Regions from separate parts of the Gasterosteus aculeatus genome. Here region 1 is linked to region 2. Evidence: chromatin contacts called from public Hi-C data. All regions are on one chromosome and are shown on one strand. Each heading gives the region's core, a stretch centred on a gene start, on an enhancer-like site or on the middle of the called end of the contact. The rest is flanking DNA. Distances are from core to core; before and after follow the strand shown.

Region 1 (4,094 bases), core at 257-2,756, 60 kb before region 2:
CCCACCCCCCCCGGGGACCATTAAAGTTTCATTTCATCTTATCTCATGCAAGGTAAACAGACTCATTAAGTGAGTTGTGATCACAGTTGTGCGCCGCTACGATGGAGGTAACACTCTGCGGGGGCACATGACATGTAGCATGAGGGAAATCAGCCCTCTCCCTGGGGGGGGACGCAGCTGCACGGCCGAGGCCTCAGCTGCAACACAAGCTGACGCTCGAAAGCCCTCGTTTCTCTTTAGCTGCCCTGTAAACGCCTGCGCGCACACACACACACACGCGCACACACACACACGCACACACATCTGGTTCAATCAAAGATCAGAGTTGCACCTGCTTTCCCTCAGAAGCAAAGCCTGGTGGGTTTGCACGCGTGTGCATTTTCCCCAGCGTGCTCCGGTAGTCTGAGGGGGCGTTGGGCCTGAAGGCGCTGCGTCTCTCCTGGACGCCGTCCCTGCTGAACGCCCACCGCCACTTTGCCCTCGTCGGGAAATGTGAAGGATGGACAGTTAAGTGGTGGTTTCAGCAGCAGCATCATTGTTACTGTGATAACGGCAGTCGTGCACTCAGAGTCCTCCGCCTGCCCGCGGCGGCACGGCGTGTTCAGGGTGTCAACACGAATCGGATTTCCCGGCCTCCGTTTTGAACGGAACACCCCGTCTCCGTGTACAATCAATTTGACTCGATTAAAGGGCCCCGTGGACCCGGGTGAACTTTGCAAAGATCAACTTGTCACAGGGACTCAGGAAACATCCCCGAGGGGGGCCGGGGGGCCGGGGGGGGGGGGGCAGCTGCTGCTCCACCGGCTCAGGTAAATGCCAGAAACCCCACTTGGAAATACACTGGCTGACACACACACACACACACACACACACACACACACACACACACACACACACACATACACACACTGCTGCGTATTAAAGGAACACAAGCAGGCTTAGCTTTAATCACACTGTCAGCACAGAGGATACGCAACGAATGAATGTGTGCACTTTATGCAGATACACACACACACACACACACACACGCAGACGCACACAGGGTAACCCAGATATTCAGATACAGCTCCTTTACTATAATTGTTGCTCCTGGAAATGGGATCTGAATAACTGTCGAGCGGGAGGAGCCTAATTACAGTATTTCTACTAAACGCGATTCTTTTATTACTCTTCCGTTCATGCAAATGTCTCATTTTAAGTACGTAACAGCGTCTGGCTTCATCAAGAGATCATTTAATGAGCAGTGGAGTGACTCTTAAGTTCGTGCCACATATTGATCTTGTGCATCAACAGCTCTGCTCTTGTTGGGAGTAGTTCTTTATTTATTAGTGTGGACCAAAATAAACAACAGCATCATATTTCAGCTGCAGAGTCCATGTTGCGGTTTTTATGCAGAGCAGCGTTGTTCTTATTGCTCTGCAGTACCGGCGAGCACCACCAGGTGTCTGTAGAGTTAAAGGGATGTTCTCAAAGAAACAAGGATTGGACACCAAATGAAGACCTTCAAGGTGATCATCATCTCCCCCGTTCACTCTAAAACACACACACACACACACACACACACACGGGCCTTCACGCTGAAAGCATCCGCAGGCTCCAATGGACCATCATTGGTCACAGTGTCGCATGCAGAGAGAAGCCAGAGGACGCAGAGGGTCAATGAGGACAACATGATGCAGGATTAGATTAACAATGTTATAACTGATGCTCAATCAAGTTGTGTTTGTATACACGCAACACAGGCGCTTTTAATATTTAATCAGTAGTATATTTATATCCTCAGTTAGTTTCTACTCTGTGGCTGTTTGGGTTCGGAACTGTAACTGGAGGGGTCTCCGGGGGCCTCCTGGTGGGATCCCAGAGGCCCGACGTGTCGTATGTTGGTCACATTTCACTTCACTCGCGTAAATACATTTTTTTTTTTTTTTATGTGCATCATCGTTCCCAGTGATTCTTTTTGTGTCCCCCCCCGCTGTGAATAACACCGTCTTCCTCTGTGTCCGACAGCAAAGGGGAGGCGGCGGCGATCGAGACGGAGCTCCTGAGGGACTACCGGTTCGGACAGCAGCAGCTGATCGAGATCTGGGGGCAGGCGTGCGCCCTCGCCATCACCAAGGTAGGCGCCACTCCCGTCCCCCCCCCCCTCCCTTCGTCGTAGGCGGCCGTGTGTTTGTTCCTGTATGTGGTTTTACCCTCACGCCGTGCACAGAAGTGGCGCGTGCCGTTGGCCGGATGCTGCTGTTCGTGTCCTGTAAGGTCGACGTTAGTTTGTGGTTATTTATATAAATATATATTTTTTCCAGTCTTAGTTAACCCAACATCTTTGTTTAACCTTATCAAATTAGTTTGTCGCCTTACGCAAATTTATAATTCTGATACATTCAACAGAAACATTCTTATTTATTTATTACAGATTTACTATTTGTTGTGAAATTAACTTTTTAATGTGATGTTTTGTGCTGCAGGCTTTTATCTGTTGTCCTTTAAACCAGCAGTTGCCATTTACTGTAATTGTGTGTGTGTGTGTGTGTGTACACTCACCATTCTTTATTTTGTGTTTTCCATGAATTGAAGGGATTTATCTTCTCTGCAGCTGCGCTCTTTCTTTGTATTGAAACATTACAACAAATAATCCGACTAAAAGGAGCCACGCAATTTCTTTTTAAATGAATGTTCTTTTCGGTGCCAAGTCCTCCGACCGACAACCTCAACCAACGCGATGCTGCGCATCGGCCTTCACAAAACAAGAACCCACGCTAAACCATCAAAGAGGGCAAAAGGTCACAGCTGCTGCTGCTCACACTTTCCTATTTCGCATTAACTTCCACCCCCGAGATGTCTGATTACCGCGTGGAGGAAACGCTCTAACGCTCTGTGACATTAAACCTCCGAGCGTTGGAAGCGGCTCACCTCTGGGCAGAGCACCCGGGCCCCCTCCGGGGCGGGGGCTCCTCTCCTCCGGGGTCTGGACTGTGTCGGGCCAACGGTGCGTGTGTGCGTGCGTGTGTGCGTGCGTGTGTGTGTGTGTGTGTGTGTGTGTGTGTGTCTCTCTCCAGCCAAACCAGGAGGAACAGACGTGCAGACGTGCAGCATTCTAACACATGACGTACTTACGTTAAGACCAGCGATGGGGTGCTGAACCCAACAAACTAGTTTTACTGCTTAAACTTAAAGATAATTGAGGATGGAGGGTTGGAAATGCCAAAAGCTTTTAAAGAGCATGAATAGAAAAAAAATAAATAAATACAAACAACGTATCCGTGGTTCGCAGTAACTGAGCAGCTCAATGGGACAAAAGCATATTGTAATATTACTGTTTGTCTGCTGGGTGTGTAAATAAATAAGCAACATGTGCTTCACATATACTTTATAAGGTGGTAATGAGTCAATATTGTATTTGCAGCTTTTACAAACAAAGGAACCGTTAATGCCGGTTTCACCACGGTGTGATTTTAGTCATCATTGCATTCATGCCTGCTGTCGATTTTATGCATCTATCGTGTTTCGATTTTATAGAAATTCTTATTAAACACTGGAACCTCGCAGTGTTCCACCGACTATAGTGACATCACTGCTATTTAGGGGGGGGGGATTACAGCAGGAGGAGACGCAGGCTGTCGGGTTTCACCTCCTTCCCTGCCGGCCTGCTGCTCGTTGGCTTCCAAAGTACACGGCAACAAATAAGCATGTGCACGAGGTCGCACGCAGACACACACACACACACACACACACACACACACACACACACACAACAACACCTCCGGCTGCCAGAGAGATTATCGGTCTTTTGTAAGTAAATCTTTTACTGTTCCAACAGCCAGCAGGTCCAGACTGTCTGTCTGCGCGTCCGTCCGAGTGGAGACGGGAGACCTTTCTGTGACCACACCAGTAAATGAATTAATAATTATACTTTAACCTCTGGTACAAATATCAAAAGGCGTGTTTTTCCTGCATGTAGGAGTCAGTGCGTGTTTCAGGTTGATTTCAAAGGGGCCTCACACTTTAAGTGTCTGTTTTTAAAGGTTATGTACTAAATAATTTGATAATAATAATTTTTAGAGCAATAGATGAACGGAAAACTTTTCAGGTGGTTC
Region 2 (4,074 bases), core at 951-3,450:
AGGTGCAAGTCTGATAACTGATAAACAAACCTTATTAATATGTTAAATTCACCACCAGCTAAATACACTTTGGACAATGTTCTTTTTTTGAAAGATGAAAGGTCACAGCGACTGGTTTGTTCAAACACGTTACTTAACTTAAGTCACCTCTTGTCTCCCATGTTCATACATTTAACTCATAATAAGGGGCCCGTGCGGCTCATAGTGGGGGCCACCTTGTTGAAATGACCTTTCCTGACTGTGCCTTTGAGCCAGTAGCTTCAGGGCCTTCTAACGTGTCTTTGCATGGCGTCGGCTCGAAACCTTTCCCCCCGAACGAAGGATCAGCGGTGCGCCGCCAAAAGATTCAACTGGCTCGAGTTTACAAACCTAAAAGGATTCAATAACAGTTGCAAAGTGAATTGTGCTGTGAAGGGTCTTCCCTTTTTTGTTCCATTCGGAGGGGTGTGTTCCTTGTTTTTAGAAGCTCCACCCAGGTCGGTCATCATTGCGTCCACGCCGAGGCATTTTATGAGCTCCATCAACATTACACCACGTTCAGTGGTTACACCTCGACAAAACTCCCCTTTCACAAAAGAAACCTTCAAAACAACCCCCCCTCTGATTGTGAAATTCAAAACACGAGAAACCGAGGCGATGCAATGCCGCGCTTCCTGTGGCCTTAACGTGAATAAAATACCACAGAGAATTTAAGAGATAAGCGATGCCTGACGTGATTGTGAATCACCCCGTCGTTCTTGCAAAAAACGGAAACGACGTGTAGCGCGAGCGACCCGAAGCAGGAGAACGGAGAACTCCGGGATCCACAGGAGGCCGCGAGGCTCGCAAGTAGTTCTAACAGACGCACTTGATCCGGTACGGGTCTGATGCGTGCACGCTCCTCCCGAAGCTTTAGGAATCGAACTCTTGCAGACAAATTCACATCTCACAACAAAAGGGTTTCATCAGCATTTCGTCGCTTAGAATCGACGGTTACAGCACCCGGATGAGCACATGAATATATATATATATTTATAGGTAAAATGATAGATAACCAAGCTGAGATGTTCTGCTCTTTCACACCTCGCAGCAGAGGAAATGGTTCAGGATGTTCATCTAAACGTTGATTACAAACAAGATAAACGGCGAACGCGACTAAATAATCAAGACGAGTAAACTGGAATCAGACCTGATGTGCCAAAAATAAAGGTTTTGTATCCAACCAACAGAAATGGAAAGAATTTGATTAAATAAGAGTACATTGAATAGAATAGATGAAAAACAACCCTTGGGGTTGTGTCCCTCGGGAAGCTTGACAGCTTGTCCCTCGCACAACTTTTAGCCACACGTTTGGATCCCGAGGAAAGTCGGCCTTGCTAACTATCAGAAGGCCGAATTTCTGTCCCTTCGCGTGTCGAGGCGTCCGTGAGCGACGCGCTGAACCGCATTGAACAAACTTGGGTGAGGAGGGACGTTCAGACGAATCTACCGGACTTCCTCGCAGCGCTGAAATACAAGGATTTTATCGCTGAGGTGCAGCAGGCGTTGACTACGGTGCATTCACGAGGATCGTGCATCCAGATGTGTTCTGATGTGGAAGGATCGCAGAAGAGCGGCCGCTCAGATGTGTGGAGGGAGGAGCTGCACCTCAGTTAATCAGTTACTACATTAGTCATTTCTGGCTCCAAAAGGCCTCGATCAGCAGGTTGTTTTGTGTCGATAGAATCAGAACTCTGATGATTCATTTGGTTGACGTGGTTTTCTAATCAGCAATCAGTTTCCACGAAACATGTTTTTCAGCGCTACTGAAAGTCCTGCATTCTTAAAGTAACGTAAGAAAGTAATGTTTTTAAGTCAGAATGTACAACTATTTTATATAGTTTTGGACTAACTACATGCAGAATGGCACAGATCTGATTAGTGATGGATTATAAGTGTAACAGTGGGTTTTGTTTAAATGACTTTATATTCTGCAGGGTTGCTCAGTATGTAAGCTAATGTATTCTTTGATGCTTTTGCACTGTAGTAATAATAATATTGTGTAAAGATAATAATTATTCATGAATAAATGAGTAAAAGCAAACTCATGCCACCACAATGTTACAAATACAAAGTCACTTTCCATCTCTGATACTCCACATGTTTGTAAAGCATAAAGTCACAATGTACCAAAATAATCTACACTCACTACGCACTATTTTTTGCAGCTGTGTGGGGGGGATGACGGACGCTCCCCTCGTGAGTTTGTGGCTGTCAGCCACATCCTTTGCACAGAAGCCCTTCCTTCTCTCCCCGACGCAGGGAAGCTCTTTAAAAGGAGTCGGCGAGCCGCCGCTCTCGGCTCTCAGCATGTTGCTCCCGCGCCACCTGCTCCTCCTGACTCTTTGGCTCGGCCTCCACGGCCGAGGTCACTTGGCTTTTTTTTTCTTCTACATCTTCCAACTCCTCACCCGATCTCATTCAATCCGTTGCCATTGGTCATTTTTTTAAGTTTTGGTCAGGCGCGTGATGTTTGCATATGTTCTTTGTTTTTTTTTCAGCGGAAACCGGGGGAGTCGTCGGGGGCCACGAGGCCGCGGCGCACAGCCGGCCGTACATGGCGCTGCTGGCGGTGACGAAGGCGGACGGTGCGACCGGTTACTGCGGCGGCTTCCTTTTGACGCGGGAGTTCGTGATGACTGCGGCCCACTGCCAAGCCAGGTCACCGCAACGCACTGCGCCCGGTGGCGACCGGTGCATTCTGGGAACTAATTCACCCCTTACAAACGACAAACATTGAGTTTGAGGAATATGCTCCATTGTGAATTATCACATGTGTTCTTATTTTTAACTTCTCTGTCATTTCAGCAACTACACGGTGTACCTGGGACTTCACAGTTACCGAAAGAAAGCTACAGCGCAGCAATTAAGTGTGACTAAATCACACCCACATCAGGACTACGACGACAGTGACTTTAGCAATGACATTATGCTTCTCAAGGTAAGAGCAGACGTTTCCGGGCTTGTGTTGCACTACGCCACGGGGGTTGGTGTTTTCTCACGTGCACGTGCATGTATTCAATCCTTCCATGTTCCTTAAGTTGAGCACCGAGGCAGAAATCACCACCAGTGTGAAACCCATTGCTTTGGAGAGGGCGGACGTGGCCGGTCCCTGCCCGTGTGCCGTGTCCGGCTGGGGACAAACGCAGATGGGCGGACGAGGCATGTCCCTCGTCCTCATGGAGGCCATCGTGAAGCTCACCGACGCCGAGGACTGCGCGGAGCTCAAGAGTTACTGCTCCAAAGGAGCGACGGGACCCGGGGAGGTACGTAGTGTTTCGTAGAATTAACGTGGATCGAACAAAACAAAGAAACGTTGGTAAGCGACGACGATCGATCGGTGTCCTCGCGTGTGTGTGTGTGTCTCCTTGCAGGGGGACTCTGGTGGGCCGCTGGTCTGTGGGGACGGGGGTGGAAAGGCGTACGGAGTGATTTCCAGCTACAATAAACTTTCGCAAACATATTATTATACCAAGATTTCCAACTACGTGGAGTGGCTGGATTCGATACTGAAAAATGGAACCCGATCCGGCGTTTGAATCGCACGGCTGATGACCGAAATCACAATTCACGCCTTTTGCACTTAACGCCTGGACTCTTTTTGCTTCCCGCAGATTTATTGGCGCTGTTTGATACGAATGACGCTTTTGGTTGAATGAAATCACCGAAAATGCAGGTTTCTTTCAAGGCCTTTCATGGCACACAAATTCAGTGGTATGAAACCCAAAAGGTTAAATAGCATTACTAGATATAGTATATGTATGTCATACACTGTACCGCTCTAAAATGCAACAATAAATAAAGACTGTTTTTCTTTTGAAACACGACTCGGTGGCTTTCTCACCATCTCTTTGTGCACTTGTGTGTTTGAGCCTGACTTGAATGAACAAAAAGACGACACTGCCTCCTTGTGAACGAAGCTCATCGATGCAGCAGTCACGGCTGAAACGTGTGAACCTGAGCATGTCCTCCATTTATGTAACTACAGATCACTGGAGCGCACTTTTTAGTCATTTCTGGCCAAGACGGTCACTTTCCAATAACGCAAATATGTTT

The links. A called contact is a pair of places that touch in the nucleus more often than the background predicts.
Region 1: a Hi-C map of whole body shows a contact between it and region 2, with 10 times the contacts expected there. The contact joins the enhancer-like site here to the promoter of LOC120823382 in region 2. A contact is called at or near these places in 5 of 6 Hi-C or Micro-C datasets (liver, skeletal muscle, tail fin and 1 more).

What each region holds. Positions count from the first base shown.
Region 1 is chr8:20,013,328-20,017,421 of fGasAcu3.hap1.1, reverse strand. It overlaps yjefn3 (YjeF N-terminal domain containing 3), which reads left to right. Exons shown (of 6, transcript XM_040184843.2): 2 at 2,008-2,116. Among protein-coding and RNA genes, the nearest start is that of yjefn3, 14 kb to the left of the region's middle. Within about 2 kb of position 1,506, at least 1 of the 9 cell types and tissues checked has open chromatin away from gene starts, as enhancers often do.
Region 2 is chr8:19,953,600-19,957,673 of fGasAcu3.hap1.1, reverse strand. It overlaps LOC120823382 (granzyme G), which reads left to right and starts at 2,200. Exons shown (of 5, transcript XM_040183292.2): 1 at 2,200-2,386; 2 at 2,520-2,679; 3 at 2,827-2,959; 4 at 3,060-3,284; 5 at 3,393-3,845. The coding sequence starts at 2,200. The coding sequence ends at 3,557.